Linked DNA regions of Hordeum vulgare: region 2 is linked to region 1. Evidence: chromatin contacts called from public Hi-C data. All regions are on one chromosome and are shown on one strand. The core of a region is the stretch at or near the end of the contact, and the rest is flanking DNA. Distances in the headings are between cores, read along the strand shown.

Region 1 (6,572 bases), core at 2,700-5,199:
CGGAGTTGCAATGAAGCTTCGTCGGACGTTGGCAATCAACTCCGGTGGTGCAACGAAGCTCGCCGGAGTTTCAGTGAAGCGTCGTGGGGATCGCTGAAGCTTCATCCGCGCTGCAGTGGAGTGCTGCGGGGATCGCCGGAGTTGCAATGAAGCTTCGTCGGACGTTGTTGGTGTTGCATTGAATCTTCGCTGTATGTCGACGATGCTGCGTTGGAGGGCTATGGTCGCACAGGCCCGTGCTGCAGTGGAGCTGGCACCCCGTTGCGTTAAAGCTGGTTCGCTACCATGGCGTTGTTGCATCGAACGGTCCGAGAGGCGCTGTTCCGATGGCTGGGCAGCTGGATGATCCGGCTGATTCGTAGTACTCGCCTTTTGATAACCCAATAAATAGAAAACCCGAACAAAATAATTACACTCGCGTATTATGCCATTGCTCAATAAAATTCCTACCACCAAGGGGGCCGAGTTTATTATACATATGATGTAGGGTCTTTCCCTAATGGCATATATAATGAATACATCATCAGTCTCAGACTTATCTCGGCTCAAGTTCAGTAATCGAAACTTCGTTTGGTGACATAGGTGATCTGCTGGTAGAGTGTGAAACTCCTGGATATGGATCCGTGTGCATGCCTGAGTAGTTCATGTCACTCTTTTGGATGCAAAATGCTGGCCTAGATGGAGCTTGGAGAGACACAGTGCTGCTGCTTAGCATGACAGTCACAACCGACATCATCGGTCTATCAGCTGGGTCTTCTTGAACACACAGAAGTCCGATGTGCATGCACTTGAGCATCTGGTCTCCAGGAGAATGGCTAGTCATGGACGAATCCATGATCTCTACAATTGTTCCCATCGTCCAGTGCTCCCAGACCTGTGTTCAGTAGATGGAGTATTATTGTTATTACAAGTTGTAGCTTTGCCTAGAAGCCCAAACTTTTAATAGTCAAAACCCAAAGTACTCACCAAACTTAAGAGATCTACAGCTTGCTCGGAATCATATGCGACGCTGTTTCTTTTTCCAGTAACGATCTCTAAAATCAAGACGCCGAAGCTAAACACGTCCGACTTGATAGAGTAACTCCCACGCATAGCATACTCGGGGGCCATGTATCCGCTGAAATGAAAACATTATGTTACGGACTCATGCACTCTCAGATATCTTATAAGAGAAATGTCACCAGCACTTACTAGGTTCCGACGACACGGTTGGTGACATCATGGGATTGGTCACTTCCAAATAGCCTTGCTAAGCCAAAATCTGAAATCTTAGGATTAAAGTCAGAGTCTAAAAGAATGTTGCTCGCTTTGAGGTCCCGGTGAATTATCTTCAGCTGAGAATCTTCATGAAGATATTGTAAGCCTCGAGCAATTCCATTGACTATCCTAAATCTCATCCCCCAATCTAGCTGACTGCTCCTATCAGGATCTATCACAAGGAAAAGAAACATCAGAACCAACCAAAATATATTTTAGCTGTTTGTTCCACTGACGCAAAATGGTTTGGTGAGTTGCCCTACCAAAAAGAATGGTGTCAAGGCTTTTGTTGGGCATGTATTCATACGCAAGTAACTTTTCTTGTTCCTCCAAGCAAACACCAAGAAGTCTCACTAAATTCTTGTGTTGAAGCTTAGCAACCAAAACAAGCTCATTTTTCAGCTCCTCTATCCCTTGGCGAGAACTTTGAGAGAGCCTTTTAACTGCTATTTCTTCATTGTCAGGAAGGATTCCCTGTACAAATGGAGATATTTGTTTACTAGAAGTGCGATATACAGAATAAAAAGCCTTTTCGAAATAACATAATTAGCACCTTATAAACCACACCAAACCCTCCTTCACCAAGTTTATTCCTTTCATCAAAGTTATCTGTTGCGACTCGTAGAGTTGATAGATCGAGAATGAGTGAATCAATGCTCTGTATGTCCTCTGGATTGGTTGGATCTATCATACGAGAAAAGACACTTTAATAATGGTGTAATGCATGAACGTAACTATTTTCGAATGCCAAAAGGAAAACCTTAGTTTCGATTGAAACGTTTTAAAAAACTGATTCCATTTGTGAACAATAAAGGACTTGAATGCTTTGCAAAAATATATAAATACTTACACGATAGTGATGTCTTTCGCGCGGGTGTGCTCTTCCTTCTCCATAGATAAAGACAAATTACAACAGCAGCCAGTACTGCAGCAACTATCGGCAGTGTAATAGCTAAAATTCTAGCTGTTCCGTTCCCTGTGCTTCCTGTAAACGGAAGGCGCCAGTAAGTGGATGGAATAAAAAGTCCTTTTTCTATGAATCGCCAGATAGTGATTCATGGAAGATAAGGTGGGAAACTGCAGTTACGCTTTTAACTGTAACTTCTTCTATGAGTAACAACTAGCAAACACCATGTTATTTGCATTGCCTTAAAAAGCTTGTGGAAGGGAGAATGTATGCTCATGCTCATGCACAAGCACCACAAAATAAAGAAGATATTTTGTTCGTCAAAATTCCTACTTAGACCAAATCATGCAAGAGTAAGAGTGCTACAAATTCCAACACGGACCCTTTGCAGACGAGTTTTTATGGCTAGAAATCAGCCAAGCATGCACGCCTGGCCGGGTCCTCACCAGACTTTGTACGAGTATATAATTCTCCGTTTTGTCCAGTCAATTAACTGATAGCTACGGGACTGCATCTCCAAAGTTGCGTGTTGAGAATAGTCATTCCGTCGTTTACTAGTCTTATTTAGTTTGCCAAGGTTTTGTTTTGTGCCAATTTTCGTACTACAAGCCAACTGCTTCCGAATTCTTTAAACAACTCTGAAAAAGATTGGAGTGCTTCTTTTAGCCACCGGTTGGTGTTGATGGTATACATATTTACTCTGAAGATCGGAGTATATGTTAGAATCAAATTAAACAATAACTGTGTTAATCTAAATGGGACTCGATCCAGTCCGCTTAAGTTTCTACGTTTTTGTTTCTTCACGGATCGAATTACGGAATTACTTCTTATCTGAAGGATGAATATTTGTGCAGGCTCACCTCCTCCGGCTAGCGGTGGCTTCACGTTCGCCGGCGCTGGAGCTGGAGCCAACCCCACGGATGGCGCCCGGAGCTGCAGCAGGGAAGGCCCATTGAAGAAGCGATACAGCTCATACCTGTAATTGCACCGCAATTGTTGAATCCGGCCACCCTTCCTCCCACTGAAGTATTGCGGCATCATCGCGATGATACCCTGGAGGCAGGTCCGGCAATCGGCCGGTGCCATGTCCGGCGTGCACTGCGCCAGACCGTAAATCTTTGGATTAGCCTCGTCGACCGTCTCGAACCCCGCCTCTCCAGTGCCGAACCTCCTGGAGGAATTCGCAGCCGCGTAATCGGCGGTGGCGTTCACGAGGACGCCCACGGCGGTGTCGAACACCTTGGCCGGTACGGACATGTTCTGATTGTTCAGAAGGATGAGTGATCTGCTGTCGCCATTGGTGGAGGATAGGAAGTTCTGGTTAGAGAAGCGGAGTGCGCAGGGGTCGTAGAAGATGGTGGCATCCTGGTTGTACGGGCAGCGCTGCTGCGCGTCCAGGAAGGCCGTGGCGACGCATTCGCTGCAGTTGGCCGCGCTGGTGTCCCCGCGGCAGAACGCGAGCGCGTAGACGATGTCCGGGAGGGTTCCGAAGGTGTCGGTGGCGAAGAGCGTCGGTGAGGAGGAGGTGTTCTTGGGGAGGGTGGCGGAGAGGCGCCGGATGTTGGCCTGGTAGGTGCTGTTCGCGGTGAAGTTGCCACTGCTGCCGCAGAACTGTCCGAGGGGGTCGCCGGATGCTGGAAACGCGATTATGAAGGCAAAGAGGAGGGCGGCGGCGGGGGCGAGGTAGGAGGGGATGTGGCCGCCGTGATGCGAGGCCATGGTGTTTTTAGCCGTCTGGGTGATGGCCTGATGGGGGAGGCCGTAGAACGGTGGAGGATGCGGTGGTGGCTGCTGGCAAGTAAGGCGAAGCAGGGGAGAAGAGCAGGGGAGGGGTGCGGGAGGTGGGGTCTAGTGTTGACTTGGGTGGGGCTCGTTTGACTTGACTACTGTACTGAAGAGTGGTTGGCGGTTCTGATATCGTGGGACCACCAATAAATGCTCGGAGGGCCCAGCCACTCAGGCAGCTTCGGTGGTGGCTATCGGCCGTGTCGACCCGGCGACAGCGGTGGCGGACGAGACATGGCCCTGGCCCCTGGGGAAGAACCGAAGCGACCGGGGCAAATAGTCCACGTGAATTCTTTTTTGAACGTGGCCTAGGTCGACCCTTCAGTTGCGTTTTTCCTGGTTTCACCAGTGGAGTACAACGATTTCCACACGACAACAAGTGTTCGAGTTAACGGACTTTGTCCTCGCCGTGCGAGTACATGCACCGATGTCAGCCTGTAGTTCAGAGTGAGATTTAGTGAGACTAATCGTCTCATTTCATTTAAATTGCTTCAGTGGAATTTTACTGGATACAAATAAAATTAGGGTCTGTTTGGTTTCAATAAATCAGGTGACTTAAAATCAGTGATTTATAAGTCACGCCTGTTTGGTTGGCATCTGAGTTATAAGTCACCTGACCACACAAAAGTAAGTGACTTATAAGTTTTAAGTTGGGGTGGAGCAACTTATAACTTATAAGTTGGGTCTGTTTGACAAAATAAGTCACTTTTTGCACTTTTCAACTTATAAGTTGGTGACTTATTTGGAACCAAACAGGCTCTTAATCGGTTGTCCCATTTAACCCACTAGGACCCACCTACTCCCTTCATCCACATATATAAGCCTTATTAAGCTGGTTGTAATGGAAGTATCATATAGTAGTATCATGCATATGATACTGGTGTATGATACTACACCCGTAATGCATAGTTTCATAGGATATATCATTTATTGTCATGCATGACATATAGTAGCACAACATTTAATATGATACGGTATCATAATATGATACTCAACTCTCTCTTTCTTCATTTAATTCTATGTCACATTATTAAAATTGCCTAGTTGGCATGCATGATACTACATATGATACTATCATTATGACCAGCCTTATATTTTCCAAAATGATTACTGAAATTTTACTGGATACAAACAAAATTAACCAGTTGTCCCATTTAACCCACTAGGATCCACCTACTCCCTTCATTCACATATATAAGCCTTATTACATTTTTCAAGGTGATCGGTGGAATTTTAGTGGATACAAACAAAATTAATCGGTTGTCCCATTTAACCCACTAGGACCCACCTACTCCCTTCATCTACATATATAAGCCTTATTACATTTTTCGAGGTGACCTTTTATTAAGAGTTAACATAATAATACTCCTTTCATCAGAGTTTACAGGGCATGTACTTAGTTTTAAGTTAATAATTTAAGTAGCTAGATATGTATCATATGTGATAAAAATATATGTTCAGAAACTATGGCCCTGTTTGAAAGCACTTAGATTATATAATCTAGTTTTTATAATCTATTCTGTCTCCAAACAGGACAGATTATGGTGTAGATTATAAAATCTAGATGAACAGATTATTAAAAACTCATAATCTACTCTACCCCAGCTAAAATCAGATTATGGATTGGTAATGATTCATTACCCTTGTAAGTTGGAGATAATTACATTTCTACCACCACCACCCTTCTCTTTTTAAAAAAAAACAAAGGACGAACATGTCATTATGCTATGTAAAACTTGGATTACAGTTTATATAATCTGGCCTCCAAACATGTTCACCTAGATTATTTTTATAAATCAGATTATATAATCTATCTTCATAATCAAGATTATCATAATCTATTATGGTTCCAAACAGGACCTATATCAACTTAAGAAACTAATGATATACTTTTTGTGATATATAATACATATTTAATTAATCAAATCAATGATGTAGAACCACGTGTATGCCCTCTAAATCGAGATGGAGGGAGCATATGACATGCATGTTATACAAAAGCATACCATCCAATTCATATGTAAATAAATTTCTAATGATATTTTATATTATACATCTCATATACTAATAATTTTATATGACATGCATGTTATACAAAAGCATACGAGCCAATTCATATGTAAATAAATTTCTAATGATATTTTATATTATACGTCTCATATACTAATAATTTTATCATTTATCAAGGGCTACATGAAAAAACGTATTAAACCCTATATATGTGAACGGAGGAAGTATTTCGTTTAATCTATTAACACTAGTGGAAAATAGACCTTCCATCCGGACATTTAGTCCCGGTTGGGTTTGGGCTTGAGACTAATGTGAGCATTAGTCCCGGTTTCAACGGCTAGGAGCGGACGGGGGCACGGTCGACATTACTCCCCGTTCAAATGGGACCTTTAGTTCCGGTTGGTGATACCAACCAGGATTAAAGGGGTTGCGGATGGCTAGGGCCCTTGTAAGCCTCTTTAGTTCCGGTTGATATCACCAACCGGGACTAAATATAGACCTTAAGTCCCGGTTGGTGATACAAACCGGGACTAAAGTCTTCCCTATATAAAGCTCTGCTTCTTCCTGCCCGAGTCCAAGCTTTTTCTCTTCTCTGTTTCCTTTTCCAAGATCA
Region 2 (7,041 bases), core at 1,109-3,608, 800 kb after region 1:
TCTAGTATCATATATTAGTATCATGTATATGATACTAGTATATGATACTCTTCGTTACAACCAGCCTTAGACCAAATCGTGGAAGAGTCAGGAGTGCTATAAATTCCAACACGGACCCTTTGCAGAAGAGTTTTTATGGCTAGCAATTAGCCAAGCATGCACAACTGGCCCGGTCATCACAAGACTTTGAACTCGTATAATTCTCTGTTTTGTCCAGTCAATTAACAGATAGCTACGGGACTACACAGAAGTCAAGACCAAACAACAGAAATTTCCAAAGTTTCCTGTTGCGAGCAATCTTTCCCTCGTTTACTTACTTTGTTAGTTTACCATGGTTTGTTTTGTCTGAACTATCGTACACACTAATTACTTCCGAATTCTTTACAGAACTATGAAGATTGGATTGGTTATTTTAGCACAACTGAATCAGACTGTAAAAAAGCCCCTGGCTGGTGTTGACAGTCTATAACTATATGCTAGAATCAAATTAAATAATACTAGAACTGTGGTGTGTAAATCCAAATGGACTCGATCCGTTCCAGCTTGAGTTTCTACTTTTTCCTTTCTTTGCAGATCGAACCTCACTGTTTTAACTTCCCAAAAAAAATTAAAACCTCACTGAATAGCTGCACTTTTAGTTGTAAACAGACATGAAAAGCCTGTGTAATGGGTAATGGTCCGTCAAAAAGGAAAAATTCCATGTGCTCATGCACAAACACCAGAAGATATTTTACTTACTTAGAGCAAATCATGGAAGAGTCAAGAGTGCTATAAATTCCAACACGGACCCTTTGCAGACGAGTTAAGGCTAGCAATCAGCCAAGGAAATAACTTTCAATGAGAATTCAATGAAATTCATTGAATTTCATTAATTTCAGCAATTTCAGTAGCACACAAGAAATAAAAAAAATTCAAAATATTTTTCCAAAATTTCAAATATTTAATGAAAATTAAGTGAATATTTCGGCCCTTTGGCCGAAATGCAAACTGAAATAAGGCCTGGCCAGATCGTCAGAAGACTGAGAACTCATATAATTCTGGTTGTTGTCCAGTAAATTAACTGATAGCAACGGGACTACGCAGAAGTCAGGACGGAACAACAGAAACCAATTGCTTCCGAATTCTTTACAGAACTTTGAAGATCTTCTGTGAAAAGGCTCCTGGTTGGTGTTGACAGTCTATATTTTTATGTTCGAAATCAAATTAAATAGTAAAATTGTGCTGTGTAAATCTAAATGGAGTCGATCCAGTCCGCAATGAGTTTCTACGTTTTCGTTTCTTGGCAGATCGAACCTCAAATGTTTTACCTTTCAAAACAATGAAACCTCACTGTTTTGTCCCTCAAATGTTTTACTTCTGGTCTAAAGACTGAATCGTACAAATAAGATGGAAGTTATTTCTCCAAGCTCACCTCCTCTGACTGGTGGTGGCGTCACGTTGTCCGGCGCTGGAGATGGAGCTTCCCCCACGGATGGTGCCGGGAGCTGCAGCAGAGAAGGCCCGGTGAAGAAGGGATACTGCTCGTACCTGTAGTTGCACTGCAATCCAAGAATTCTACCACCCTGCCTCCCGCTTAGGTACTGGGGCATGTCCGCGATGATATTTCCGAGGCAGCTCCGGCAATCGGTCGGTGCCATGTCTGGCCTGCACTGCGCCACACCGTAAATCTTCGGTTTCCCCTTGTCGATCGTCTCGAACCCCTTCTCCCCTGTGCCGAATCGCCTGGATGAGTTCGTGGCCGCGTACTCGGCGGTGGCGTTCAGGAGGATACCCACGGCGGTGTTGAACACCTCCTTCACTGGCTCGGTCACGTTCTGCGTGTTCATCAGTATGAGGGCGTTGTTGTCGCCGCCGGTGGGGGAGAGGATATTCTTGTTGGAGAAGCCAACGTAGCAGTGGTCTTCGTAGACGGCGGCGACCTTATTGTAGGGGCAGAGCTGCTGCGCGCCCTTGAAGCCGTTGGAGACGCAAGTGCCGCAGGTGGAGGCGTTGGCGTCGCCGCGGCAGAGCGCGAGCGCGTACACGATGTCCGGAACGGTGCCGATGCTGGCGAACGCGAAGAGCGTCCGCGAGGAGGAGGCGTTCTTGGGAAGGGTGGTGGAGAGGGCCTGGATGTTAGCCTGGTAAGTGCTGTTCTGGGTGAACATGCTGGTCTTGTCGTCGCAGTTCTGCCACTGGGATTGGGAAGATGCCAGCGGCGGGAGGAGGAAGGCAAGGAGGAGGGCAGCGGCGGTGGCGAGGTAGGAGGGGATGCGGCCGCGGTGGTGCGAGGCCATGGTGTTTGGCCGCTTGGGCGAGCCGACGAGTCGTCAGTAGTGGTGGAAGATGCGGCAGTGGCTCGACTACAAAGCAAAGCGAAGCAAAGTAGTAGAAGGCTTATGCTGAGGGGGGGATACGGGAGGTAGGGTCTGGTGTTGACTCTTGTGGGGCTCGTTTGACTGGAATACTGTACTGGAGAGTCGTTGATGCTGGTGGTTCTGAAATCGTGGGGCCTCCTATAAATGCTCGCGGGGCCCAGCCACTCAGCCAGCTTCGGTAGCGGCTAGCGGCTAGCGGCCGTGTCTGACCCGACGACAGGGGTGGCCGACGCGACATGACCCTGGAGTCGGGAAGAAGAACCGAAACGACCGGGGGAAGTACTCCACGTGAGTTTACATGGCTCATATCAAACCTTCAATTATGTTTTTCCTGGTTTCACAAGAGGAAAAAGATCCAACTATTTCCACATGACAACAAGTGTCGAGTTAAGGCAGGTTCCCGTCGAACTTGACGGACTTTGTCCTCGCCGTGCGGGTACATGCACCGGTGCGTTTGGAACCGGAGAAATCCGCACATATTCTTCACCCTCTCTATTTTAATATCAATGCATCGTAATTTTATGTTTTGTAAATTCTGTTTTATTTTATACGTAAAACGTGATTGTAAAAAAATATAATTAATATAAAAATATTTTATATTACGTAAAATTATGAACATACAAAAATAGTGTAAAATATATAAAGAATTCATTTTTTTCTGGTATTATGACCTATATTTTTGTTTTTTCTTTTGTGAAATTTTCTTGCATTTTAGAATCAAATCAGTATATTTGCAATTGTTATGATTATGAAAAAATTACAGGCGTTTCTGAAAAAAAGAGCAAGATGCCCGTCCACACTTTACAACCGGGGATTACTCCTCATTCCGCATAAAATCAAAGAGACCTACTCGCCACTGCCCACCTCGATAGATTCCCTAGTTCGCATTGAGGTCATCGTGCTACCACCTACAATTCACTCTCCTATAAAATCCTATATGAATGTCGCGTGCTATTGAAGGGGAAGCCTTGTTGAACACATCATTATTCCTGTTTCCAAATTTCCTAGGTCACAAAGAGCAACCAATACTTGAAAAAGTCTTATACATGTTTCAAGTTAGTGACGGGCATAAATAGGAACCCGCCACTAATATTTTGGAAAATTTATTGTGCGGGTAGAAAAATCTACCCGCAATCGGAGATTCCACTACACTGGTGGGCGGTAATACCCATCCCCACAAATGAACTCTCCCAACTTGGATCGCATGATAAAAGTGAGCAGTGACGGGCACACTGGAATACCCACAACTAGTACATTAGGTAGGAGTGGCTGTGAGTATTTATGCACGCCACAGATAATTGTCATGAACCTTTTACAAATTTATTATATCCAGAAGTTAGCAGTAACGGGCAGTACAAAGCGCTCGTCACAAGTTTCTTTGCCCCAAATATTTCCAGTGAAACCATAAGTACTAAACCTAGAGTTATCTTAAATTTGAAGGGGAGCAAACATTAAAGTAAATCATATTTACTAATCCTAGAATAGCTAGTTTGTCCTCTACTTCGGGGGAGAGTGTCCAATTTTGTATGGGGAGTGCATCACGTTCTTCCTGTCACACTCTCAGACTTTTACCATCAACAACAATAAGCTACCCATCAGGGACGCTCTCCCCCGTTGTCCACGTCATCAGGGAGGACTCCAACCAGGAACATCTGGGCAAACGTTGGGACTGTTTTTTCTGCGTTTGTGTGGCTCGCGTTGCTTCGAAATCAAACTCTGATTGGCTTACTAGAGAAGGCAGAGAGGAAAACCTAGAAACGGATCGTCCACCCCCAGCCCACATTACACCGTCCCCATCCCTCGTCTGCCGCCGTCACCACCGCTGCCACCACTCACTGGCGTCCTCCCCCAGAGCCGTCGCCACCACTCACCAGCGGCCTCCCTCACAGCCGCCGCTGCTGCGAGCGGCCTCCCCCACAGACTTTGCCCCATCCCTTCTTTCCTCTCCTTACTTTATCCTCGCCACCAACGACCTCCTCACCTCCCCCTCGCCCCAGATCGGGCAGCAGGTCCGGATCCATGGTCATGCCGGCGCGAGCTCCTCAATGAGAAGGTTCCAGCCGCGTGACGAGGGTGGTCACTTCCGATCTGACACTGGTGCCAACGCCATTGACAAGGTCCCTTCTCCATCACTCTCTCTATTTTCGGTATGTAGTTGGTGCTCTGTTCGTCAAGCTTCCTCTCTTCTCTTCTAAGGGCGCCGCTTTCCTCGTGCGACTCATCAGATCCAACCTCGCGTGGGCGCCGGCTATGGATGGAGACGTCGTTGCAGACCACTGGCACTCCGCCGCGGTGTTGAACCTGTGCAACTGCAACCAACTAGAGTTGTAGCACATCTGCACTGGCACAGTCACCGCCAGCCCAACGAAGAACTCATGTGTTTAGCTCCACCCACTCCTCTCGATGGCTTCCCTATTGTGACATCGTCGACTTTTGCTACAGTAAATATTGTAATTAAGCTACAGTGATCACCCGCAAATGATGCCACATCATCGAGAATTACCGTCGTTGACCCGCATTGAATTTCTATCTGGATTCAGAAATTGAAAACAAAAGATAATTATAATTATAAATTCATATTAACTATTAAAGAAAGAAAGTATTAAAAATAATAATGATAAAAGAAAGAAAAGAAATTAAAAAGAAAAAAAAAGAAATTAGAAAGAAGAAATAATAGAAAAGGAAAACAAAGCAAAGCAAAACAAAACAAAACAAAAGAAAAAGAGGAAACCCCCCCACCCCCATGGCCGACTGGGCCAAAGTGGCGCAGCCGAGCCAGCCCACCCCGCACCCCCCCTCAAACCCTACGGTGAGGGAGCCCCTCCCCTGCCTCGCTCCCTCCCTCCCACTTGCGCCGCCGCCAGGGGCTCCCTCCCGCCTCGATTCCCCAACCCCCTCATGGGGGGCCCCACCCTCACCGACACCTCCTCTCGTTCCCTCTCGGTACCGCAGCCCCTCCCCACCTCTCGTTCTCTCCCCACCAACCGAGAGACCCCCACCCCCCTCTCTCTCTCGGCTCTCTCCCTCCCCAGATCGACTCCCCCTCGTGCCTCCAAATCTCCCTCCCTACCCCGAGGCCTCCCTCCTCCCGGCCTCCTCCTCCCGCCGGCGAGCCCCCTCCCATCCCCACCGGTCTCGCCTCCCGGGCGGCCTCCCACCCGCCGGTTCCCTGCTACCCAACCGGCCGGAGCACACCGCCCCTTCCTCGCCGGCCGAAGCCTCCACCCCCGGGACCGTCTCCCGTCGCCCCCCCCCCCTGCGCCGGCCGGAGCTCCCCGTCAGCGGCTCCATCCCGGGGGCCCTCCTCACCGGGGCCCCTCTCGGCACGAGCTCGCCGTCACGTTCTCACCGGCATCATCACCACCGCGCCACCACCGTCACCGCATCGTCTTCGTCCTCTCCGTCACCTCCGCCTTCCCGCGAACTCCGGCTTCACCGGGTCGTCTCATGAACGTTGGTGAGCCCCTCCTCGGGCTCCTCCCACCATCGCGTTCCCCTCACCATCCCGGTTCCGTTCCGGCAAACGGGGCTCCGATCCGTCGACGTTTGACTCCGGTAGGAGGAGATGAAGTTGGCTCTCTTCTATGTTGAGGAAGTTAAGAGAGACTCTCTGTTGTGTTCTTTGTTGTGTGTTAACAGAGAGAGATGAGAGTGTTAAGAGTTAAAAGAAAATAAAAGAAAAGATGTATTAGATGCCGTATGTATGTATGTATGTATGTATGTATGTATGAGATGCGATGTATGTATTTGCGTATATAGATATTTGGAGGAATACGATATTTACATGATTATGTATCTGTGAATAAAATCGAGTATTTGGCCTAAGGTCACTTACCGGTGGGGCCAACGCACCCGCTGTCTATGACAGGGAGGCCCCACGCGATAATTAAATAAATAAAAATAATGTTAATGTTTTTATTAAATAAATAAATAGATATATTAGTTAAATTAATTAATTAGAATAATTAGAGTATGACACGTGGGTCCCCCACTAAATTAATCTGATTAATTGATATTTAATCTTAATTAAAACTTGTGCCCATGACGTTCGGGACCCGCTGGTTAGTTGACGAGTCAACTGTTGATGTCAGCATGCCATCATGCTGATGTCATAATAGCTTTTTGTTAAATTATTCAAATCTGTTTTTAATTCCTAATTATTGAATAAAACTTTAAAAATTAATATTAAATAATCCGTAAGTCAGATCGAAATATTTTCAACATGAAAGTTGATCAGCAGAACGAGGCGAACCCGGATACACGGTCCATTCGTCTGTCACGCATCCCTAGCATAGCAAACATGGAACATTTCCATCGTTTCCAGTATAACCGGTAGTAGCCCGAGACCCGGAAAATATCGTCAGATATTCTTCCGACCCGTCTATGACGGATGTTGCTACGTTAGCTCATGTCTAGCCTGCATCTTGCCATGTCATGCTTTGTGTTGCACAGTTGCTATTATTTATTGTTTCTTCCCCCTCTTCTTACCGGTAGACACCGAGACTGACGCTGATGCCGGGTACATCTACGACCCTGCCGATCAGTCCTTTGCCGCAGAGCAGCAAGGCAAGAACCCCCCCCCCCTTGATCATTCCTATATCGCCTATGTCTTTCTTCCTACTGCTTGCATTAGTATTTTGCTACTGTTGTAGTTAGCTCCTATATCTGATGCATAACCTGTTTT

Evidence for each region. Hi-C and Micro-C count contacts between places; a contact is called where the count stands out from the background.
Region 2: a Hi-C map of seedling shows a contact between it and region 1, with 8 times the contacts expected there. The contact joins the promoter of LOC123425828 here to the promoter of LOC123425826 in region 1. A contact is called at or near these places in 2 of 6 Hi-C or Micro-C datasets (leaf and seedling).

What each region holds. Positions count from the first base shown.
Region 1 is chr2H:198,863,699-198,870,270 of MorexV3_pseudomolecules_assembly, forward strand. LOC123425826 (cysteine-rich receptor-like protein kinase 6) reads right to left here and starts at 3,950. Exons shown (of 7, transcript XM_045109562.1): 1 at 3,025-3,950; 2 at 2,108-2,242; 3 at 1,811-1,941; 4 at 1,521-1,731; 5 at 1,192-1,429; 6 at 967-1,117; 7 at 407-874. The coding sequence starts at 3,883. The coding sequence ends at 536.
Region 2 is chr2H:199,662,580-199,669,620 of MorexV3_pseudomolecules_assembly, forward strand. It overlaps LOC123425828 (cysteine-rich receptor-like protein kinase 10), which reads right to left and starts at 2,359. Exons shown (of 7, transcript XM_045109564.1): 1 at 1,412-2,359. The coding sequence starts at 2,276.